Regions from separate parts of the Mus musculus genome. Here regions 1 and 3 are each linked to region 2. The links are chromatin contacts, called in public Hi-C and HiChIP or PLAC-seq maps. All regions are on one chromosome and are shown on one strand. The core of a region is the stretch at or near the end of the contact, and the rest is flanking DNA. Distances in the headings are between cores, read along the strand shown. Region 1 has its middle 21 kb from the start of Gm39895. Region 2 holds the start of A930018P22Rik (RIKEN cDNA A930018P22 gene). Region 3 overlaps D430041D05Rik (RIKEN cDNA D430041D05 gene).

Region 1 (3,996 bases), core at 1,468-3,967, 250 kb after region 2:
ATCCCTAAGATCCACATGGTGTCATAGTAATCAGTGTTAGCACAGAAGAGGTTGAGAGCAAGTGTTAGTTCACTTAGTCAGCAAAATGATTCCTTTAAGGAGGTGCTGTTGTGCCTCCTCCACCATTTTGCAGGCTTGGAAACAGAAGCACAACAAAGGTTAGTGAGCAGCAGAGCCGAGCTTCAAATAGACATGGCTAGGCCCCGCCCTGTGCTCCCTCCCAACCAGGATGATCTACCCCTTGGTGGGAGGTGAGCTCCGGTTTTCACTCAAAGTTAACACATAGAGATACTTTTGATAACTATTTGGAGAATGAATCTTTGGTTAGTAGAAGATGGTTGTGCTTTTGCTTAGCAAATGTTTAAGGACCTTCTGTATGCCCAGCACTACTCTGGACACCAAGCTGGCATGATACAGATTCTCAGCCTCTCATGTGGCAAAGGAACCCCTTCTCCTGCACCCCCAGGTCAGGAGATAAGAAGGCTAATGCCTGTAAAAGTGACTCTTGGTTAGGTCTTTGATGCTCTTTATTGAGAGACCAGCCTCCATGAGAGACTTCTGCCTGCAGGGGCTGCTGTCTGTGTCTGCACTGTGGGACAGACAGCCTCCTAACTCTCTGTCAGAAGTATCTCCCATTCACTCAGTTGCTTAAGTTTTATCAGGTTATGGGTACATTGCTAGCCCCATGAATAAAGAAATGAAGGGAAGAAATCTTTCCCTCAAGAAATGCACAGTTCTGGTACTGGAGAGATGGCTCAGCAGTTAAGACTATGTACTGAAGAAGCCCTGAGTACTAGCATCTGTCAAATGACCTTAACCCCAGCTCTGGGGAGACCCAACACCTCCGGTCTCTGTGAGTACCAGCACTTGCACAGTTAAAAATGATTAAAAAAAAAAGAAGAAGAAGAAATGTGTCATTCACTAGGGGGATATGTGTGTTTTTAAAAAGAATGTCCACGTGTTTCTAAGTGACCATCCTGTAACAGAATATTGGTTCTCAAGTCTCTCAGTCTTATGGCTTCAGATCCATTCAGTTTTGGATATGCCAATATTACATAATGTCTACCAGGCATAGAAAGATAAGAGGCATTAAAAACCCTGTACCACCCAAGTTGTAATTCTAACAACTATAACCCAGAGCTATAATTAATTATAGTCAGCCCTATACTTGTGTGTCCCACAACCTCAGTTCCAACCTATTAAAAATATTTGGGGGAAAAATGGATGCTACGAAGGACCGGGAGAGCGGAGCATGTGCGGTGTGTCAGGGATGAAGGCACTGAGTTCCTCCCCAGCATCACATAGATCACATAGGTTGTGCAGTCCTGTGACCCAGCACGCAGGAGGGAGAGGTAAGAAGACAAAGAGTTCAACATCATCCTCACCTCCATGGTTAGCTTGAAACCAGCCTGAGATAGTGAAACTTTGTATCTTAAAAGATATATAAAAATTATAGGGCTGGTGAGATGGCTCAGTGGGTAAGAGCACCCGACTGCTCTTCCAAAGGTCAGGAGTTCAAATCCCAGCAACCACATGGTGGCTCACAACTATCTGTAACAGGATCTGACGCCCTCTTCTGGAGTGTCTGAAGACAGCTACAGTGTACTTACATATAATGAATAAATAAATCTTTAAAAAAAAATTATATCAAGCCTGGCAGTGATGGTGCACACCTTTAGTCCCAACACTCAGGAGGCAGAAGCAGGGGGATTTCTGAATTCCAGGCCAACCTGGTCTGCAGAGTGAGTTCCAGGAGAGCCAGGACTACATAGAGAAATATGTCTCAAAAGCAAGCAAACAAACAACAACAACAACAAAAATATCAACACAAAATGGTGAACTTTAAAAAAAATCATTATTTACAATTGTATTCTGTAGTAGAGGTGATTTGAAGTACAAAGTACACAGAGGACATGCACTGGTTATATAGAAACGCTATGCCTCTCTACATAAAGACCTGAGTATAAGCCAGGCGTGGTGGCACACGCATTTAATCCCAGCACTCGGGAGGCAGAGGTAGGCGGATTTCTGAGTTCGAGGCCAGCCTGGTCTGTAAAGTGAGTTCCAGGACAGCCAGGGCTATACAGAGAAACCCTGTCTCGAAAAACCAGAAAACACCAAAATCCAAAAACCAAAAACCAAACAAAAACAAACAAACAAACAAAAAAGACCTGAGTATACATGAGTATATCCAGCAAGTACTAGAACCAACCACCCATGAAAACACAAGGGCATGCAATTTATTTAGCAGATCGTTAACCAAGAAGGGAGCCCTGGTGTTCTATCAGGTCCAGCTAAAGAAATGACTAGCAAGATGACACATCTGTCACCATGCCTGAGAATGTGAGTTCAATCCCAGGAGCCAACATGCTATACAGAGAGAACCAACTCCCTCGAGTGTCTTCTGGCCTTCATACATGTGCTGTGACACATTTGTTCATGCACATGCCTGTACACACCACACACACACACACACACACACACACACACACACACACACACACCTGGAACGTTGCTGATAAAGGCTAACAGCATTTTTTTTTTCTTGGCTTACTGATTTATCAAAAATCCTGCCTGTGCCTGGACACCCAGTGCATGAGGATGTGCAATTACAGAGCTAGCAGCTGTGTGTGTCCCCATCCCTGCCCGCACCTCTGATGCTGCCGGTCTCAGTGTCTCCCTTGCCTTCAGGCTCTTGGCTCAGGCTTTGGGATCTCAGGAGATGACAAACCAGCATCGCCACCTGGAGGACAGCACGAGAATCAGGGTAAGAAAAGACTGTCAGGGGCTCCAGACAAACTAACTCAGCTGTTTTGTGCACTTGTGCTGTGCTAATGAGACTGAGTTCACAGGCTCATCCCCAGAGGGACCAATTAGCACGACACTGAGAGGCACCCTTTGGAGCACAGCCTCGGTCGCTACCCTTGGCCCCCAAGTCACATTTGTGTGTGGCTGTTGGTCAGGAAGTGGCTTCGTCAATCTAAACTTACTTTTCATAATTTCTAATAAGCCCAGTTGTAAAGCCGTGTGGGAACAACACAGTGATGAAGAGCTGTCCCCTACTCCTAAGAGCCATGAGCCTGCAACAATGTTTCCTCAAATGAGCCCAAGACACTAGCAGGAGCCGTGAGGATAAATGGTTCCACAGTGCCAAATTAGCTCAGAGAACATTGATCTAATCAACGTGAGGGGATTCTTTTCAGGAGAGCGCCTCAGAGCCATCTGCCTGCTGATGGAGGCTGTTCATTTTCTGAGATGTTGTGTGTCATGCTTCCCAAGTCTAGCAGGCACAGGCAATCCCTCCTCCCACTCCACCCTCCAATTTAAAAAAAAAAATGGTTTGAAGTAATTTTAAGTAATAAATGATCTGACCCAGGGTGTGGCTACTTCTACAAGAATATGTATTTTAAGAGACAGTTTGTCCACAGAGAAAGGATCACAGTTTAATGCCAAGATTACTTTTTAAAAATAGATTGTAACATGATGTCCTATTAAAAAGATAGAACACTTGAGAAGGAAGAAAAAAAACACTCAAAAAGGCACCAAAATATTAGTAGTATTGACCTGTTGGAGTGGCTGTTATATCTCTATGTGTTCTTCAGGGTTTCCTCAGTGAGCATTTATACAAAGTTTAAAGCAATGGGGCTGGAAAGATGACTCTATAGATAAGAGCACTTGCTGCTCCTGCCGAGGTCCCAGGTGCAATGCCCAGCACCCATGTGACAGCTCAAGTGTCTGTGACTCCAGTTCAAGGGGATTCGTCTCCCTCTTCTGGCTCCCGAGAGCACCAGGAGTGCATGTGGTACATAGACATACAAGCAGGCAAAACACCCATCCGCAGAACATAAAGATACGTCATGAGGCTCGGTGCACACACTGTTAATCTCAGAACTCGGAGGGCAGAGGCAGGTTGATGTTTGAGGCCAGCCTGGTCTGTATACCAAGTCCCAAGACATCCAGGACTACAGAGTCAGACCCCATCTCAAAAACAAAGTA
Region 2 (4,164 bases), core at 1,504-4,003:
ACATAGGGAAATGATCTTCAATCACTTCCCCACATTGTTTAAATGCTACCTCTTGAACAAGCATGGTAGTATGCAGCTGTAACCCCAGTACTTGGGAGGCAAGTGCAGAAAGATTTGGAGTTCAAGGTCAATCTGGGCTACATAGTTTTGATCTCAAAACAGTAAACAAAATATGCTATATCTTCAAAGAGACCATATTTAAAAGCCCACTCTGTCTTCCTTGGGATATAGTCTGGCTGTCCTTACTGCCCTCTCCCTTTCATCGTTTGACATGTCATTCTTTGTGATTGGCATGTCATTCTCTAGGATGCCTTCTTGTAGTTCACTCATGTTTTTCCCCATCCCCAATTCCAAGTGTTTACACGGGGGACTAAGTGTTTAATAAGCACTTGATAAATACCTCTTAAGTGTTATATGTGATTTTCTTAGAAAGACCATGTCTTTAAAAAGATTACCAGAATTCTGTGTTTCAAAAAGAAATTTTTGAAGCACAAATTACTTCTAAAAATGAAAATTACTGAGATGAAGGGCAACTCAAGTTCTAAATTTAGTTCGAGGGTTGCCTATATGGCTGAGAGCCAACATCAGGACCAGGATTTATTGCCGGGGCTTTGAGTCTCTTGTATACACTGGCCAGCCCAGTATGTCTGGCAGTGATAGTGTTGGGTCCACTCTTTGAGTCACAGGAGACTCTGAATAGCAGGCCAGACAACAACTGCATATCCCATGAAGGAGAGCCCCAGCATCAGCCCAGAGGAAAGAGGCTATAAGATTTACCATGCAAGTGGGCACTGTATGTGAAGTATGTGCTGAGAGCAATGATAACAGTAGTAAATACAGAACAGAAAATAACCATCTTTGAAATGACAACAACTAGGACACATTATCTAAGCACTAACACCTAAGGAGGCAGCTGCCCAGCTCCGGGGGGCGTGGGGGGCAGCTCCTCAGGAGCAGGAGGCCGACTTTCCAGGTTGCCTGCTCATCTTCAGTCCTTGTAATTTTTCATCTTTCAGCGCCTTCAGGAATTTATCTGTAGGAGAGCAAAACAGACTCAGCTGTGGCTGGGTTTTCAGGGTCTTCCTATATAGCTCCAGGTGGCTCTGGAACTCTTGATCCCTCCGCCTCAGCCTCCTAAGTACTGGGATTCCAGGCATGTACCATCTACACCCTGAGAAGCAATTTACTAACTTCCAGAGCAAGATTCTGAGAAGTAATTATGCACGACCCTAAAATCTCCTAGAAGCCCAACCTTATCTAACTCACACATCTGAAAAGGCCATTTCTGGGGACTTTTTCCTCCCGCGGCTATGTATGTCTCCTGCAGAGATGAATTAGAGAGCATCCCAATGACCATGCATACCTACGTGTATCTTTTTTTTCATACTTCACCCCACTATGTGGCAGAGAGGACCAATTTAACCTGTTGTGCTGCAGAGGTGAAATTATCTTTCCAGAGCCATGTGCCTTCCTCTAATAGTCCAATTCAAGCCTTAGAACAGGGGGTGAATCAGGATAGCCTCAGGCTACTAATTCCTGAGCAATTTAATTAGTCCTTCTGGAAATATGGCTGGCTCTAACTGCCTTACTGTCCGCTAGAGAGGCATCTGTTCATATACCAGAGGATTCCTGCTTACATCAGCACTTGTTCTGCTCTGATGTGGATCCCCAAAACCTCAGACTTTAGACCAGATGTCAAAGTCCAAGATCTTGTCCGAGGGTTTGGGGCCCAGGGAAGGGCAGAGGCCAAGGCTCCTCAGTGAATGACTGTGGGGCTTCAAGGTCTGGGCGATTCTTATGATCTCCTTCCACCCACAGACCCAGCTTAAGATTTGAATACTGAAGATTAATGTCTCTAGAGATAGGGAGCCTGTTGTGGGTGGAGCTCTAGATTACAGAAATGTGGTCTTACTGTGTAGGACTGCTAAATTTAAGAAGAGTGTGCTTCAGGTGTGAAGAGTCAGTGTCAAATTACTTCAAGGGCTAGCCCCTAAGGGTTTAAAACTAAAGGGCTTGAATAGCTCAGGTGTGTGGGGAGGCAGGGGTCGGTTGAAATTCAGCACGTGGGGGTCTGAACCTCTGGAGGACAGATATTTGGGGGTGGAACTCCTAGGGCTGGGGTCACATTCTGTTGCCTGACTCTAGGGGGCAATTAAGGCAGCTAGGATTGGGCTCGTTTGGCAGTCACGCACAGCGCTGGGAGTCGAAGCCGTCCCCAGTGATTGTGAGCAGCTCCAGCTCCTTAATCCGGATCTCTAGCTCGCACAGCTCCTCAGGGTGGGAGGCGGATGCGAGCCAGGGGGTCGTGGAGCCGGGGACCAGGGCCGAAGTTGCCATCTCGGGGCCTGGAGGCGGCGAGTAGAAGAAGCGCAGAGGCTCGTAGGGAATAGAAGCCAGGCCGGACGGCCAGGGAGGAGGACACGGGCGCTCGCTGGGGGGACCCAGGCCAGGCGGCGGCGGCGGCACCGTAGCTGGGGGTGCCAGAGGCAGGGATCGGACCCCCGCTACTCCTGCCACCCCGGCCGCCGGCGTCCCGCCCGCCTTCAGCGGCACGAAGAGCTTCTTCCAGATGTTAAAATCGCTCAGCGGAGACGACGAGATGCCCCGGTCGTAGAGCGACGGAAAGTAGAGGGGCGGGGCCGGCCGCTGGCTCATCTTGGGGTTCTGGCTGCCGCGCCGCCCCTTCGGCATCTTTTGAATGGGAGGCTGCGTGAGAGGAACCCCGCGCCGGGAGACGCGCGCCAAAGCCCCGTGTCTAGGAGTTCGGAGATTCCACAGGCCCCGCCCCGACGGAGCGTGGCCCCACCCTTCGCTCTAGCTACGCCCCTAGGAGGCGGAGCTCTGGAGAGCAGAGGCCCCGCCCCACGAGTCAGCTTCGGGCAAAGCTATCGTCCTTGACCTCTTTTGGTGCAGCTGCTGCCCTGCACTACCCGCCCCAAAATAGCCCAGGCACACTTTAGTCTCGGGCCCTAGACTCCTCCCAGAAGCCTTCAATTCTTTTCTGCTGCTAATACTGCACACAGAGTTGGCCGAGGCTGAGAGAGAAATTCAGCTTTCTCCTTTTATCAGGGAGTGGAAAATATTTCCTAACAACCAGACCCTTTGTCCTAGCAATCTTGACTCATTATTTAGAAACTGAAAAAAAATGTGTGGCTGACTTCATTCTCTACAGAGGGAGAAAAGGAAATTTTTCTGGTAAATGTAGAGATGCTATGGAATATTCTGGAAATGGGGAAGCAGTCTGAGTTTGTAATGACCCTGAGGCAAACAACTTTTTTTTTTTTTTTTTATGAAATGCAGTTTAATTCTCTTCTGAACACATAAGTTATCAGGAGCTGACAGGCAGCAAAACACCAAAAGGAAATTATGGGGCCCACCTCAAACACCACACCCATCCCTGAGAACTGGATGTTCTGTCCAAGAGACATGTACAGCTCATTTTTATGAACTATGAGCCAGTAACTAAGGAGAAGTCAATTTCCTTCAGGCTGCTTACTCTTTTAATGATCACCTGCAGGAATGAGCAGGGAGGGTTGGAGGTCATGGAAGCGCAGGCTCAGCTCCGTGAGCGAACTTGTGTATACAGATATGTGCTAAATACATGGGGTGGGGCAGCAAAAGATGGAGTCTGATATCCAGACTGCTAGTCTTGGGCAAGCAGTTTGACTTGGAGGAGAGGCTGGTTGTTTGCTTTTGTGTAACCCAAGTTGGATTAGAACTTCCCATGTGGTCGGCCACATAATTCCAGCAATCCTCTTGTCTCTCTTACCTGGCAGGCGTCAGAGACGAGCATCACCATGCCTAGCATGTCGCTGGACATGTACATGTTTTCTCTCTTTTCCTTTTTAAGTTTTATTGTGTGTGGAACCATGAGTGTGTGTGTGTGTGTGCACTCAGATGCCCACAGAGGTCAGGAGGATATGGGTGCCGGAGACTGTATCAGATCAGGGTCTTCTGCAGGAGCACTCAATGCTCGTACCGGACTAACCCATTTCAATAGCACTGTTTAGTTGTTTGTAAAATAGGTCTGAGCCCCTCCTCCACCTCCTGCATCAAAGAGCAAAGGATATTTTATTACTCAAACAAGAGGAACCTGAGCTAAATGATGAAATATAAAGTAGGTGTGCTCAAGAGCAGCTTTCCCGTTAGTGAAATATTTATATA
Region 3 (3,978 bases), core at 379-2,878, 250 kb before region 2:
TGTTTGTTTGTATCAACAGGCCTGGTCCTGTTTTAGGTCCTAGATATACAAAGAAAGTGACCCATACAGTGAAAACCTTAATGTCTTTGGAGGGCCCTGTGGGCATGAACCCTGCACCACTGAGGCTCGAGTTGTGTTTCTCTCTGCCTTGTCCTTTGTCTTGCTGCAGAGGGAGAGAGTATTGTGCATCCAGTTTCTAGGTAGGATGTTCATATTCATAACAACAAATTTCTGGATCTGGATCCTTATGGAAACAGAGACTCTTTTAAATTTCCCGGAAGTGTCCTAGAAAACTCAGCGAGCCATTGGCAAAGCCTCTGTGATGTCATCATTTCTTAATTCAGCGAATCGACCACTGAGTGTTTTTATTAATTGCCACTTTGAATTAGCCACCAGTCTAGGAGTCTATTAAAATCATAGTTCCCAGCCATGTGGATCATCATTATGGATTATTCCTGCGGTGTTCTTAAGTGCCTTCAGAGTAAAAAATTAAACTGTATGCCATATGGATCTAACACAGAATTATATTATTCTATAATATGGTAATTTAGGAAATGAATATTCCATGGATGATCAATAATCTTGTAAAAGAAGCTTTAGAACAATGACACACAATATATCTCCCAGGCAATGTAGCTCATTTACCCTTCCTCTTATTGATGGATTTTTATAGAGGACTTCTCTTTACCCTTACTATAAATATATCTGATGGAAGCCTTTCATATAAATTGCTAGTTTTATTTCTGGTTATTCCTGGAAGAGAGTTATTGGATTGGGGGTTGGGGTGGGGCACATTTTTAAGGTTTGGATACACCTATGAAGTAATCCTTTGTGTTACGTGAGCAGTGCAGAGGACAGCCCATTTCTCTACATGTTAGTAGTGCTGGCTGTTGTTAAAATGCAAGCAGGTACAAGCTCACATGCCCACCTCTCCCTGAGGAGATACAGGCAGCCAGTGCTTGCTGGAAGAGGCAGAGACTTTCCTTCAGAGATGAAGCTGGTGGTGAATTGCTCTTGTGTCTGTAGGCAACCTCAGCGGAATTCCCTGGGTTACCAAAACACCAAGGGAAACCAAACTCAAGCAGATATTCAGGAAGAAAAGGGTGAGGTTGGAAGGAGACAGGGATCAGAATGGGGAAGAGGTCAAAAGAGGGCAATGAGGAGATAAACATGATCAAAGTTATACACACACATAAAAATGTTATCACCATGCCCATTATTGTGTGTAATTAATATATACCAATAAAAGAACTGGCCCCTTCCACCCAGACAACAAAAGGCCTTTGTTGGTCTGACAATTGAAATAATATTATAATTTTGTTTTCATGTACAATTCTTTGATTGCAAGCAGAGAAAATAGGTTTCATTTTGTGTTTATTTATTAGGCCTCTGTGTGTGTAGTGTGTGTGTGTGTGTGTGTGTGTGTGTTTCTTTGCCTACCCCGACCTACATGTAGAAAGCAAGAGCATTACCCAAGCCTGTAGCTAGAAAGGGAGCTAGTGTCCTGCTCAAGTGGAGGGTGTGAATTGAATGTGAGCATTCGCCTTCAGATTTTGGCCAACAACTTCTCTATTGGCTACTGCAGTGGAAAGACACATCCCCATCTGTCTTTTCTTCCTGGCTCACACTGCGTATGCTGGCACAGTCCTTTTGTCCCTTGAAGCTACATGACGAGTCAAAGCCTGAGACAGGACCCTCATGTCCACGAATTTCTTTCTTTATACTGTTGCCATGGAAATGGGCCAAAGAGAAGCTGGCAAACACGACTCTGTCTGTCTTTAAAGAACACCCCCCCTTTTTTTTCAAGCTGCAGCCAGCCTCAGATCCCAGAGGCTGAGTGGCCACCCCTGAGTAGGTGCCTGGGAAGCCCTCCATGCTGTGGTTCACTGCCTTCTCCTGCAGGACGTTTTCTGGAATGTCGGCTGATTATCAGCAGAGTCCCATGTATTATACCTGCCTTAGATTTGATTTCAGCTCTTGAGGAAGGCCTGGAAATGCGAATGTAAATAGCATGCTGTTAGTAGGCAGCTGTTCCCAATCTTCAAGTGCTCTTCTTTGGGATCCCATAATTTCTGTAGCCCCACCCCGCCTTGATAAATCATCCCCATCCAAGATAAATAGTGGGTGATTATTTGTTAATCGTTACTTTATGAAGAAGGAAATTGAAGCAGAGCAACTGTTACCCACCATGTGTGGCCAGTAGATGTGAGAGTCATTTTGACTCTGTCTGCAGCTGGATGCCAGCTGGGTTATGAGACAATACAAATCCAGAGTGTTCTATTCAGGAAACCCATTCATCTGTTCATTGTGGACACACTTGTGATTCTGCCAGGGGACACCAGAGGTCACACACTCAGAGAAAGAATGCTGTGTAACTGCACTTCCTGAGAATTTCCTGCATCCTGCTGGAAGTAGTGCATATCTGCTCTTCCCAGTGTGATAGACACTAGCACGTAGGTGACAACTTTAAAATGTGGCTAATACAACTGAATGGCACTTAAATTTGTTTAAACTACATTTTAATGTATGAGTGTGTAGTGTGTGTGTGTGTGTGTGTGTGTGTGTGTGTGTGTAGTGTGTGTGCGTGCTCGCGTGCATGAGCGTGAGCATGCATGAGACTATGGGTATGCATGCGTCACGAGGCATATGTGGGGGTCAGAGGACAACTTTCTCGAGTTGGCTTCTCACCTTCCACCTTCATGTAGGTTCCAGTGATCAACCTCAGGTAGTCAGGTTTGTCGATACAGCAAGTCCTTTATCGGCTGAGCCATCTTGCTTGCTGAACTGCATTTTACCTTGTAGATGCTTGTTGGACAGCTCAGGTAGGCTTTAAGGCTAACTTGGTTATTTTCGTAGACTGGAGATGAAGTCCGGAGCCTCTTGCTAGTCATGTCCTGTACCACTGAGCTCCATCCTGGCCTCTGGAGTTTGAAGAACACTGTCCTCATGATCTGTCCCCCACCTCCAGCCACACCATCTGTCTAGACTACTGTTTTCACATCTAGCCTTTACACCTTCTGTTCCCCTGTGCCTTGCATGCCCTCTTCCCTCCTGTCACCCTGTGACTGTATCTCACTTTAGGTTTCTATGCAGCTGCTCACTGGAGAATTCCTCCTCCAACAGGCTGTGGGGAACTCCTTATTTATTTATTTATTTATTTATTTATTTATTTTATTTTATTTTCCCTGTTGCATCTGACTTAAAGGTAGCTCTTATAATCTGAAGGTTCTGTGTTGGCTGGATTGAAAATATTTAGAAAAAAATATGTCTGTACTAAGCATGTGTAGACTTTTTTCGTCTTGTCATCAGTTCCTATATAAAACAGTAAAACAGCCATGTGTTGGTTAGTTTTGTCAACTTGTCACATCTAGAATCACCTAAGAGAGCCTCAGTTGAACTGGCTAGATCAGATTTGCTTATGGGCATCATTGTGGGGGATTGTCTTGATTGTTAATCAATACGGGAAAACCCAGCCCATTGTGGGTGGCACCATTCCCTAGGTGTGTGTGGTGGTGTCTCCAAATCCCATAAGACAGGAGATGTCTAGGTGAGAGCAAGCAAGCATGGGTGCATTTGTTTTCTTTACTTTTGACTGTGGGTATGATATGACTATTTGCCTTGAGTTTCTACTTGAGTTTTCCATCAATGGTGGAATTTTAAGCTGAATTAAAACTTTTTCTCCTCAAACCTACTTTTAAGTCAAAGTATTTGGTTACAGCAACAGAAATGAAATGAGGGCAAGCTATGTATTTAGCGTTATCATTACATTGAATAGAATATATAGTCTAGATCCAATTCAAAGTACATGGGAGGATATACCTAGATTATGTGCTAATAGTATGACATTTTATATAGAAGTCCTGAGCATGCACAGGTTTTGGTATCTGTGTGAGGAATCTGAAGCCAACCTCCCATAAATACCAATGGATGACTGTACATTATTCATTCATATTATCTGCATATTCCGTAGATATGTTA

Evidence for each region. Hi-C and Micro-C count contacts between places; a contact is called where the count stands out from the background. HiChIP or PLAC-seq counts read pairs in DNA pulled down with a chosen protein or histone mark.
Region 1: a Hi-C map of cortical neurons shows a contact between it and region 2, with 3 times the contacts expected there. The contact joins the enhancer-like site here to the promoter of A930018P22Rik in region 2. A contact is called at or near these places in 3 of 39 promoter capture datasets (fetal liver, liver and stem cell-derived epiblast-like cells), 11 of 484 Hi-C or Micro-C datasets (the G1E-ER4 cell line, adipose-derived mesenchymal stem cells, cerebral cortex and 6 more) and 3 of 115 datasets of contacts at active chromatin or transcription factors (embryonic stem cells, epiblast stem cells and fetal liver).
Region 3: an H3K4me3 HiChIP or PLAC-seq map of neural tube shows a contact between it and region 2, with 3 times the contacts expected there. The contact joins the enhancer-like site here to the promoter of A930018P22Rik in region 2. A contact is called at or near these places in 11 of 39 promoter capture datasets (the 3T3-L1 cell line, 3T3-L1-derived adipocytes, the C10 cell line and 5 more), 4 of 15 datasets of contacts at CTCF or cohesin (embryonic stem cells and pro-B cells), 10 of 484 Hi-C or Micro-C datasets (CD4 T cells, the N1E-115 cell line, cerebral cortex and 3 more), 13 of 115 datasets of contacts at active chromatin or transcription factors (astrocytes, bone marrow-derived dendritic cells, differentiating embryonic stem cells and 5 more) and 3 of 9 other capture datasets (embryonic stem cells, liver and pancreatic islet).

Annotation. Positions count from the first base shown.
Region 1 is chr2:103,870,877-103,874,872 of GRCm38.p6, reverse strand. No RefSeq gene overlaps it. Among named protein-coding and RNA genes, the nearest start is that of Gm39895, 21 kb to the left of the region's middle. Within about 2 kb of position 2,717, at least 22 of the 459 cell types and tissues checked have an H3K27ac peak or open chromatin away from gene starts, as enhancers often do. A contact at or near this core is called in the G1E-ER4 cell line and cortical neurons, where this site is marked.
Region 2 is chr2:104,121,358-104,125,521 of GRCm38.p6, reverse strand. It overlaps A930018P22Rik (RIKEN cDNA A930018P22 gene), which reads right to left and starts at 2,753. Exons shown (of 2, transcript NM_026634.2): 1 at 2,193-2,753; 2 at 776-1,033. The coding sequence starts at 2,691. The coding sequence ends at 948.
Region 3 is chr2:104,365,766-104,369,743 of GRCm38.p6, reverse strand. The region is part of intron 1 of D430041D05Rik (RIKEN cDNA D430041D05 gene); the gene reads left to right. Among named protein-coding and RNA genes, the nearest start is that of D430041D05Rik, 43 kb to the left of the region's middle. Within about 2 kb of position 1,628, at least 50 of the 459 cell types and tissues checked have an H3K27ac peak or open chromatin away from gene starts, as enhancers often do. A contact at or near this core is called in cerebral cortex, embryonic forebrain, neural tube and 1 more, where this site is marked.